Linked DNA regions of Mus musculus: region 2 is linked to region 1. Evidence: chromatin contacts called from public HiChIP or PLAC-seq data. All regions are on one chromosome and are shown on one strand. The core of a region is the stretch at or near the end of the contact, and the rest is flanking DNA. Distances in the headings are between cores, read along the strand shown. Region 1 holds the start of Tfec (transcription factor EC). Region 2 has its middle 67 kb from the start of Tfec.

Region 1 (5,434 bases), core at 343-2,842:
GCCAAAGGCCCTCCAGTAAGTCCTGCTTCTTCAACTTTCCATCACTTCCTAATATGTCAAGCTGGAACTAAGCTTTGAGCACATGAGCCCTTGGAGAGTCTTTGGGACTTGAAATACAGCAAAAGCCTGTCCTTAATGAATGTCAGATTGTTTTCCAGCAAGCAGAGATTTTGTCAGAGTCAAGGTCAGGAGTCCAGAAGGTAAGAGGATCCTGTATGTATTTCAATTTTAGTAATCAGAGAAAAGAGAAGGAAACAGAAGAGGACACCTGAATATCTAATTATATAGAAGAATGTCTTACTGTGGTACCCTGAAAACGCATGAAAATGAAGGCAGTGAGACTGATTATTAGTGTGCATTGATACAAATGGAAGAAGATATTAAAGGCTTATTAAGCACATGCTGTTGATATGGAAAATATGTTGGGACTGATAAATTACTGCCAGTAGTAATATTGATAAGCCTAGTTGAGGTGTTCTGTTCAGTAGTTTTTAAGAGCTTGACTAGAATGGATTTAGGAGAGGACATAAGATGTGAAATCACAGGCAGGGGACACAGACTTCTCTGGAGCCTCTGAATGGAGACAAACAGCTCGAGGTGCTGTGGTCATGCATTTGTGGACCTCGTAAGTACGCCATTACTGCAGCAGAACTGGGAAGCCATGAATGGGTTGCACCCCCAAAAGTTCAAAATGCTTCTTATTATATGCCTTACAGGAAAAGTGTATCAAATTCTGGTATAGAAAACATTTATGTTTTGTTTTGAAAATTAGATTAGTGTACTTACTCCTAAAATGGGTTCTTAATAGAGTCATTTGTGATTCTGGCTGAAAGCTCCTGACATCAATAATGTCTGATTGAGTAGAAAGAAAGAAAGAGAGATATTTGAAAGGCAGCTTTGAGGGTTTGAGGGTCAAGAGGAAAGCTATTTGTATATATATATATATATATATATATATAAAATAGTAGAATATACACTATATGTAGTATATACTATACATGCAATAATATAGCATTAATATATAGTATATAGAAATATATAATATATATGTACTCATATATATTATATATGTACACACACAAGCACACACACATATACATCCAAAGTTCAATTTTATGTTTCTGTCTAATCTTCTTGGGAAGATCAATTATTCTTGGTTATGAAGTCTTTGAGAACAAATTGGGAAGTAAGAAAACTCGCATTATATAAAATTCAGGAAATAGTCTTAAAACAAAAACTCAAACAATAACAATTCTAAGTCAAAGTGTAATTCCTAACTGAAAGTGGGCAAGGACAGTGTTCTGAAGAAACTTACTTGTAAGGCAGAATGTGTTGCAATAACTGTGGGGTCTTAGTCCACTGAGCTAATAACCACATACTGCCATTGTAAATTCTGGGGAAAAATGTTTATTATGGGGCAATAACGGCATCAATGAGAGGATTTTTACTGTAGTCACACCACTGGAGTAGTTTTTCTGGAATGCTGTTTCTCAAATTAGTAGCACATTTCTGATAAAGAAAGGAAGTCGCCTTAACTTAAAACTGCTGTGTCATTTCTTCTTCCTTAACTGAAATTCCAACCAGAGTCCAGGAAATGCCCTAATGGGTGACTTCTCTTTTCTCCTTCCTCAACTAAGCGGATTCCAAGCTGTTCAAACCATTTATTCTTCTTGAGCAGACCCTTGACTTTTGTGCTTAGGTTATGAGACGAGGGGCTGTAATTTGGAGCTGTTTGTAGCCGCGATGACACACCTAGAATCCAATCAGTGCTGGTAGGTAACCAAACTGGAAGGTTAAGGTTAATTTTCTGTGCTTTAAACAAATATGATGACAAGTTCAATCAATACCTGTTTTGCCTTGATAATATGCATAGCTCTCTTGTAATTATGGTTTCATCTTGCATGGTAGTCAGGTATCAGGACCTTAGAGCAGCCAAGCTACGATTCGCTATAATGTGGATGAGATATAACGGGAATGCTATCAATTTCTATTTTAATCAAGATGTAGAAATCACTGTTTTAGTTTATGATAACCTAGGGAATTTCTTCTAGTTTAATATTTTCAGATATTTACTAAATTGGAATATAATTTAACATTTTATTGCATCGTATGGTATTTTATGAGTAAATGTTAATTTCAATTTACATTCAAACATTGTCTGTTTTATTGTTTTTTTTTAAAGTTAAGAATATATAAGAATATTTGTTCTTCACAGATAATAACACCAGATAGGATTTTAGCATGTGTTCTTTTCCCAAGGTTAGGTTATGGTATTCCTTTTGTACATATGTAGATCTAATTATTTTGCTTAGGAGATTTCAAGTATACTAAACCAGTAACTTTTAAAGTAATAATTTTAAATTGAAACAAAGCCCTAAAAATTAGGGCCAGGATTATTTCTCTGTATGTGCACAAATATAAATAAAGAGGTGTTATATGCACATAGATTTGTTTCTGTGGTTATTCTAGATTATCAATACTATCCCACATTATTAGGAATAGACATTTTGAGAACAATAATGAACCTGAGGTAATATTTAATTTTGCTTGAGTTGTTCATTGGTAATTTATTTGCTAGAAGCCTCATTTAGTGATAAAGAGTTTTCAGTGTACTTGACAATTTTTCCCTGCTCAAAGGCTTTGTCAACAAAGAAAGCTAAAACAGAATGAGAGTTCAGCAAGATCCTGCGAGAAGGGTGCTTCCCTCGGGTCTTACATGGAGCTGATTGTGGCTAGACACTTTCAAGTAGCTGTTGAATTAAATCTTTTCCGTATTTGGTGGAAGCAACCTTAAATAGGTCAAACTTGAGGTTTACACTTGAGTATTTAAAGAAACCTTTAAAGCTATGGACTCAGTGGACTACATATCTACACTTTGTTTGTTTCGTGGATTTTGTGACTTTCTCCTTCTTGCTTTCTCTGTGAAGCAGTAGACTAGGCTACTGGAGGAGTAGATTTTACTGAACTGAAACTTGGGCTTGATTTCAAAAGCAAAACAAATTTCTTAGACATTAACTCAACTTAATGTCTTAGACATGAACATTTAACTTCTAACCAGCTGAGATACTTTGCAAGATGTTTGTATACAATGCCAAATTAAAGCAAGTACATGTTTTTTTCAGGAATTGTAGTGATTTGCATAGTAGAAGTAGAAAATTGTTTTTAAAAACAGTGGCTTGACGCTGACTGAGACAGACTCAGATGCTTTACAGCCAACCACTGGACTGAAGTCGGGGACCCCTGTGGTAGAATTAGGGAAAGTTTGGAAGAAGCTGAGGACGCTGGCAGCCCCATAGGCAGATGAGCAGTTTCAACTAACCCGCACTTCTGAGATCTATCAGACACCGAGCCACCAACCAGGAAGCATATTGGAGCTGGTCCCAGGTCCTGGACACAAATACAGCAGAGGACTGACTGGCCTAACCCTGGAGAGTATTGAGGCCCCAGGGAGTGGGGAGGCCTGTCAGTGGGGTGACTTCCTCTTGGAGACAGGAAAGGAGGAATGGGATGAGGAACTGTGAGAGGGAGGACCAGAATGGGGGCAATGACTGGATTGTAATAATAATAATAATAATAATTATAATAATAAATAAGTGGCATGTGTAGTCAGAAAGGCAAAAGTAAAGCAGAAGCTGAAAGAACAAAGTGCCCTTCCACAATGGCTTGAATACACAGATGAAAGCTGCTTCAAGGTCATTTGGATAATGACAGAACACCTGAGCAAATCCTGTCAGTTCATCCTTTGTCCATTGGTGTACAATTAAAACTATCTCAAGACAGCTCACTCCAGAAAGTCAACTCTTACAGTTACAATCAAGACAACACCATAATAAGACATGTAGTTTTTGCAGATCCAGAAAAGGGCCAAGTTTGCATACAGATTGTGTTAGTCACCCTGATGTTTGCAAATGTCACATTGATAGGAACACCTGCTTGACAACACGTAATGTAACTGTAGATAGCAAAGTCTGCTCTGGTTTCACACGTTGTGTCTATTATGACCTAGCAGAGAAATTCAAGACATAAAGCAGTAGGATGACAGAGGCCCAAAACCCACAAAAGCAATAAAGACAGGAATAGTGGATTCGTAGGAGAGAAGAGAAAGAGTGGCAGAGGGGAAAGCAAACATTCCACGAAATATTCCTTTGCCACTTGCCAGTTTCAAACCCAGGACTCTGAAGATGGGCTGCAGGTGTTTGGAGATGTCTCAGCTTTTGCCTTCCCTCCCTTCCCCCAACTCGGGAGAGAAGATGATAGCTGCGATTCTGTGAAATTGCATTCTTTGGGGGCATGGAAAGCCCTGACCATTTCCAACTAAAACAAGAACAGTCTTAAGAGTGGGGGCGATTTGTATTATAAATTAAGAAAATAGGAAAAGGCAAGTACTGGAAAGGTGAAAGGGTTTTGTTCAATTTCCTCAAGAGACCAGTGTTAAAAATAGGTTGGTTGCTTGGCATGCTGGTGAATGCTTGTGATCCCTGCACGTGGGCACCAGAGGTGGGTAAATCATGAGCTCAGGTTCCAGGCTAACATGGGAGAGAGTCCCTATTCACAAAAAAAACCTTGGAGAGAAAGACCTTGTTACTGATTTTTTTTTTAATTGCTCCCAGGGAAAACAGCAGATTGAGACCCATAACCCTAAAGACCCATTAGGCTCCACTTTTTTTCCCTTTTATCTTCTTTAAAAGAAGAGGTGAGAAGTTGATATAAAAGTTAGAAGTGAGGTAATGAAAAGCATCCAAGGTGCTAGAGGTGGACTTCTGATAGGATCCCATGCTCCCATGCCCATTTCTGGTCTACCTCACAAGGTTTTTTAAAGTTATCTCTTGTGTTTATTGAAACATCCTTTAGTTGGCCTAAAAAAGACGTTATGTTTATAGTCCCAGCTACTTCCATTGGACCAGATACATCTACTCTGCCTTTTACTCCCTCCTATATTTCTTTCTAACACAAACATGCTTCCAGTGCTTAGAAGACAGTGTGCACGTGAATATATATTTGGTTTTCATAGTACGTAGACCCAAATAAGAAGGCAAGCCAGAACTTTCTACATAATTCTGTACTGAGTGTTTCTTACATAAAGGTTGAGATGAGGACCTGGGATGCTGGCGATGTGTATGGCCAGGGGGGTAGTATTCACCTCATCTCTTCCCTTAGAGGCTCTGTGGATGCAAATGCGTTTGAATGCACTGGGCTGTGTCTTGCCAACAACTAGCAGGGAACCTTTTAACTACCAGACTTTAAACTTTGAATCTAGATTTCTTCTTAATAACTTTTAGTGAACAGGCATCTGACGCTTTGCTAGCCTCTCAGATGCTTCTCCAATTTGAAAAACCACTTTCCCTCCTCTACAATTACAATTTGCAGGCAAATGTTCTGGCAAGGGATGATTTGTCCTTTCTATCAAAACTGCACACACCATGGCAGACCTTTG
Region 2 (5,439 bases), core at 2,383-4,882, 66 kb before region 1:
ATCTCCAAACACAATTGTTAGCCGAATACCAACTGTTCCTTCTCATCTTTTTTCTTTCTTTCTTTTTTTAACTTGAGCATTAAGAATTGCATCTTCATGGGCAATGCATAACCACTAAGGAACATGTCTGCTATTTCAGATGCCTTCCTAGCATTCGTGACATTTATCTTCCATCATGTAATCTGAGGTGCTGAAAGATAATCATTTCTTTGCATGTGTTCTGCGGAGCATCCTCCACCCCTGAATCTTCTAACAGTAAGAAGAAAAGAACGCTATGCTAGAAGCTTTGACCAGACGGCAGTTTCAGCTGCAAACACAATTAAGAGAAAGTGAGCTAAGACTTCAACTCGGTTTGGGAATCGGGAGCCCAGCAGCCTAAATTTCACATGCAGTTTCCATACAAATCCATGGTTTGCAGACTTTCCCCAGAAAGATCTGAAATTTCTTCAGGTCGCTTACCTTCATTTCCCAAGATATATATCTTTTAGAGCTATACTTTCTAAACAAGCATGGTAGGTAAGTACCTCTAAAATCCCATGTATTTTAATTGTATTCAAAGGCTGAATAAAAAGGGGAATAAAAATCCAGGGTAAATAAAAATCCACAATAAGCGCTCACTGGGTGGCACAGAGGAACGACGGTGAGGATGCCCACTCTCCTCCACAGAGTGTTATTTTTCTCTTCCCTGTTCTTACCTTCTTCTGCATTCTCAGCACAGTAACACAACGACAAGCCCATGCTACTTAGGATTTGATGTCTTGGAACTTTTATATTTTACAAATGAGTTCCGTGTCATTATCTCATTTAATGTCATCTCCAAGCCAATCAGTGGTGTGTTGACCAGTGGGAGGATTAGTGACCACAAGATCTTTAAAAAAGCCCTCTACAATGAAATAAGTAGTATTTAGGAGAGATATGTTCTTTAGAATTCTTACTCTATGTATACTGGTTTTGGGATACTGGTTGCATCAATCACCTATCTCTGCAGAGTTATTTAATGTGAAAGATAATTATGCTGAGAACAGTCAGGCTTTATGGTTATATTTGTAGTCTCTGTCTTTGTAGGCAACAAACATATTGGGAATGGAGTATTTTGTACTAGGGTAGGAGTTCAGAGTGGTTAACTTGGGGACCACTAGGATCAGTGACTTGGGTCAATCACCTACTTGATGAGCAGAAGCTAGTTTGCAGCTCATATCTCCATCTCTTTGGTAGCATTTCTAGAACCCAGGCTAATTGACTTGCCGCCATTGAGCATACACTTTTGACCAAATTCTTGACGTGTTATTCTAAGATAAAAGTATGAAAAGAGGCCGTGCCATGTCCAAGGAAATAAATAATTAGGCTGAGAGAATGATGGTATGTGATGGTGATACAGCTGACTACTACGTGTGGGTGGGTGGTATCAGTGAAACTTTAACAGATCCATTTTCAAGAAATACCCCATTCAATTATCTTTGAATTGGTTTTCACAGTACTTTATATGTAGTCTTAAAAATGATACCATTAACTTTTAAACTATTCTGAATTAAGTTTACTTATTTTACGCAAACATTCCGAAGTCAATGCTTGGACGGTAGCTAATATGTTCTGTTTACAGTTATTTCTGACATTCTTCAGTGTCCTGCTTAGTCTTGATTTCTTCCCTGATATATTTGAAGTAGTGAACTTCTAATGGAAAAAGCACATACCGGTTTTTAAGTCTATAATACAAGTCTCCTTAGGAATTCATTATTATCCTCACATCCTTATTATGAAAAAGAGTCCTTCTTTTTAAGCACTGATTAAGCAAGTACTCTGAAATGGCTTTATGTTAAGCACTTTACATGCATTATTAAAATTGTTCGGGATTCCGGCAGAGTCCCATTTTATGGATAATGAACTGAGGCCCAGAGATATTAAGTACTTGCATGACTAACAAAAAGCATCACTATTCCATGTCCATGCAATGATGATTGAGCAGAATCACTCTGCCTTGTTTGGTCTTACCGCTTTTTCACTGGCTTTATTAGCGAGGTCTGCAATGGTTTATAAGATACATAGACTAATCTGAAGTAGATTAAGCCAAAGATATAATTTACTGGCTCCTAGAACCAGGAAGGAAAGCTGATATAGGGCCATGAGTGGAACCAGAATTTCAAGTAACTTGAACGTCCCTTTCTCATCTCTGCTTTTTTCTGTATACTGCCTTTGTTCTTGGGCCAGTTCCTCTTTTCAGCCTTCAGTTCCTCGAGGTTAGTGTTCTCACATCTTGCAGGAAAAGGAACCGAGGCTGTAGTTAGTTCAGCTCCATTGTGAAAAGTTTTAACCAGGACTTTCTGGGGTCACATGTCTAGGCCTTGACCTGGTCGTTGGGACCAAGATGGTAAGTGCTACGGTCATAGTGGGGGAAAGGGGACCTACTGCTGCAGGATAGAGGGATTTTGGCTATTTTTGTCGGTTAAGCTAAATGTTGTCAAGTTTGTTATGAATATTTGAAGTTGATTTGATCCAGATATAGTCTCCAGTTTGTTTATCTAAAATGGAAAATTCAGATTCAGGTACAGAGCAAGATACGTTTTTAAAACAGACAGACTCAAAGAGGGCATTGAGCCCCATGGGTTGCACAATGTAGACCTGTGATGTCGACAGATGACTTAGGTGCGGTTGGCGAGCTCTCTCTTTTGTTAGCATATGCCAGTATCTCGAGAGGTCTGTCTGAAAAGGTGTGACACGATGAGAATTGGATTTCTTTATTTAAAAAGCTTCTTCATATGTGGTGACCGTACAAAGTTGTTTCCCCACTATGAAGCTGTGTTTGAAGTCATCAACCAGCTTATACCATTGACTTTTAAACCATCAGTCACATCTCTGTAGAAGATGCTGATCCCTAGAGACTTGCACCATCACAGCTAATTAAAATGAAGTTTTGAAAATTTCAGTTAAATGAATAGATCTGAAAAAAGAATTATATTGAATGAGACAAAACCACAACCCCAAAGAAGTACAGATGTTCATTAATCAACAAAATAATATTTCTAAGTCCATATTATAAGCTAGCCCAGTGCTGAAAGTGAATTGAAGTACCCAACGTGGTGAACTCTTCTTAAAGAGTCTGGTTTAATTTTTTTTTTTTTTTGATAATATGTGGAAGTAAAACTAAGAAAAAATGTACTAATTTTCTTTTCTACAATAATTTTAGTTTTCATGAGGTTTCCACTATTCTCCCAGCGAATAAAAATCTCCCTGCGGCCGGGCAGTAGCAGCACCCGCCTTTAATCCCAGCACTTTGGAGGTAGAGGCAGGCAGATTTCTGAGTTCGAGACCAGCCTAGTCTACAGAGTGAGTTCCAGGACAGCCAGGGCTACAGAGAAATCCTGTCTTGAAAGAAAAAAACAAACAAACAAACAAACAAAAAAACCAACAACAACAACCAACCAACCCAACCCAAAACAAACAAACAAAACTTAAACCCCCCTGGGAATGGCAAGCAGTGAGAGAGGAGGAAGTGGTAAGAGTAAGTGGGAGGAGCTGGCTACATGTCGAGAGAAAGATGAAATCAACTTTAAATGGACAGCTAAGAGGGCCACAGACTGTGGGTAAACTCTCAGAGAGTTTGAGACTGTGAAGAGAGCACCCATGTCCTGGGTGGCTGTCCCCGGAAAGTTCCCTTCTCTGATGCTTGGCTATTCCACTCACAGTCTATGCTTTGGAAAACAAGGCTCATAGCTTTTCAATTTTTAAACATTTATCAGCATAGGAACACTGTCATCGGTTTTGAAGAAACATTTATTTTTGTTGCTTCTCTTCCAACTGTTTAGTCACACTCCCTTTACCCCTCTGCACCTCCCTTGTCACTCTCTTGTGGTCTTTTATCCAGTTGCACAAGCTATACTCACTTGAATGCCCCTTACTAACATACATAAGACATCAAGGCTGGTTCCATTTCCCGTTTTAACAACGGCAGTGCCAGTGTTTAGTGTTGAGGAACTAGAAATTTTAACTACAGCAGTCAGATGAGAATTTCTTGCCCATAGAGGCCTGCAGGGCTATTTGTAAACCACAGCTTCTCATATTCTGGTGTGCTCAGTGCTAGGACAGAGACAAAAATTCTTTTTACTTATGTCCTTTCTATTGGCATTTCCAGACTTCTGCAAACTGCCCCCCACATTTAGATTATTTAATTAGTGGCTTTGTTTCAGAACAGGGAATCAGACCCTGGACGTGTGCTTCTTTTTGTTTTCTTCTGCCTGTGTGTCTTTCTTTCTGTCTATTTATCTATCTATGTGTGCTTTTTCTTTTGAGAAAACATTTTACTTCTACTTGGCCTGCTAGGAACTTCTCCCCGTTCTTTTTCTCAGTGTTGGCATCTTTCTTACTTTCCTTGGTGCCCTGTGTTAAGAGAGCTGCCTGGAATGGACTTAGATGCAGAAAAAAGAAAAACACTAGAAGTGTTTATTAAAGATGTTAATCTGGATACACAGGTCAAAGTTAAAAACAAGAGCAGACAATGCAAAACCTTGAGTCACAGGATTAGCTGCCGGCTTCCTGTGCTTAGATCCCATTTTTTTCATTTGTACTTTGAATGTTCTGAAGTTGTTAAATAGCTTGTAAGATCTGGTTATCTCCTTAGATATGAATCTCATTTAAATTTATGCTGGACACCCTTTAGAAGTTACCTATTTCAAAGAATTCTTGAAGCCACACTTTTAAAATAAAACTCAGACTGAGAGCAGGAGAGAGAGAGAGAGAGAGAGAGAGAGAGAGAGAGAGAGAGAGAGAGAGAGAGAGAGAGATATTATATCAAGTTGGCCTATATATTATACCTTAATACTTTAAACTTACATACTTGAAAAGTCCTTCTGTCTTTAGTATTGATAAAAGAGACAGAAATTACAGAAGATATAACCCAGAAGGTAGGATGGAAATTATATATTGTCTGTTGTTTTCTATCATACTAGGTGTATGTCTGTTTGTCTGTCTGTCTGGTTTTTTTTTCCCTGAAATTTCCTTGGCTGGGAGGATGGGGAATACACAGTTTAGACTCAAGCAAAGGATCTCCTGACATTTGACAGTGAGCAGCAGGTGAACTGAAAGGGCAGCTATGCTGTGTTACATTTAGACTTAGTAGCAAGACCCACTGGAGAAGTCTGAGAAATTCATGATGCTGTCTAAATAGCCAATCATTGAGCTGATCACAGAGTCCCTAATAGAGATATAAGAGAAAGGACTGAAGGAGTTGAAGGGGTTTGCAACCCCATAGGAAGAACAACAATATCAGCCAACCAGAGCTTCCAGGGACTAAACCACCAACCAAAGAGTACACATGTAGGACCCATGGCTCCAGCTGTATATGTAGCAGATGATGGCCTTATTCAGCATTAATCGCAGGAGAGACCCTTGGTCCTGTGAAGGCTCGATGCCCTAGTGTAGGGAATGTGAGGGCAGGGAGACAGGAGT

Evidence for each region. HiChIP or PLAC-seq counts read pairs in DNA pulled down with a chosen protein or histone mark.
Region 2: a contact with region 1 is called in an H3K27ac HiChIP or PLAC-seq map of bone marrow-derived dendritic cells, with 2.6 times the contacts expected there. The contact joins the enhancer-like site here to the promoter of Tfec in region 1. A contact is called at or near these places in 8 of 39 promoter capture datasets (the C10 cell line, the HPC-7 cell line, HPC-7-derived erythroid cells and 4 more), 21 of 484 Hi-C or Micro-C datasets (the C10 cell line, ECoMG-derived neutrophils, the HPC-5 cell line and 15 more), 4 of 115 datasets of contacts at active chromatin or transcription factors (the HPC-7 cell line, bone marrow-derived dendritic cells, bone marrow-derived macrophages and 1 more) and 3 of 9 other capture datasets (adipose tissue, bone marrow-derived macrophages and macrophages).

Annotation. Positions count from the first base shown.
Region 1 is chr6:16,894,599-16,900,032 of GRCm38.p6, reverse strand. It overlaps Tfec (transcription factor EC), which reads left to right and starts at 1,592. Exons shown (of 7, transcript NM_031198.3): 1 at 1,592-1,772.
Region 2 is chr6:16,962,649-16,968,087 of GRCm38.p6, reverse strand. No RefSeq gene overlaps it. Among named protein-coding and RNA genes, the nearest start is that of Tfec, 67 kb to the right of the region's middle. Within about 2 kb of position 3,632, at least 54 of the 459 cell types and tissues checked have an H3K27ac peak or open chromatin away from gene starts, as enhancers often do. A contact at or near this core is called in ECoMG-derived neutrophils, the HPC-5 cell line, bone marrow-derived dendritic cells and 8 more, where this site is marked.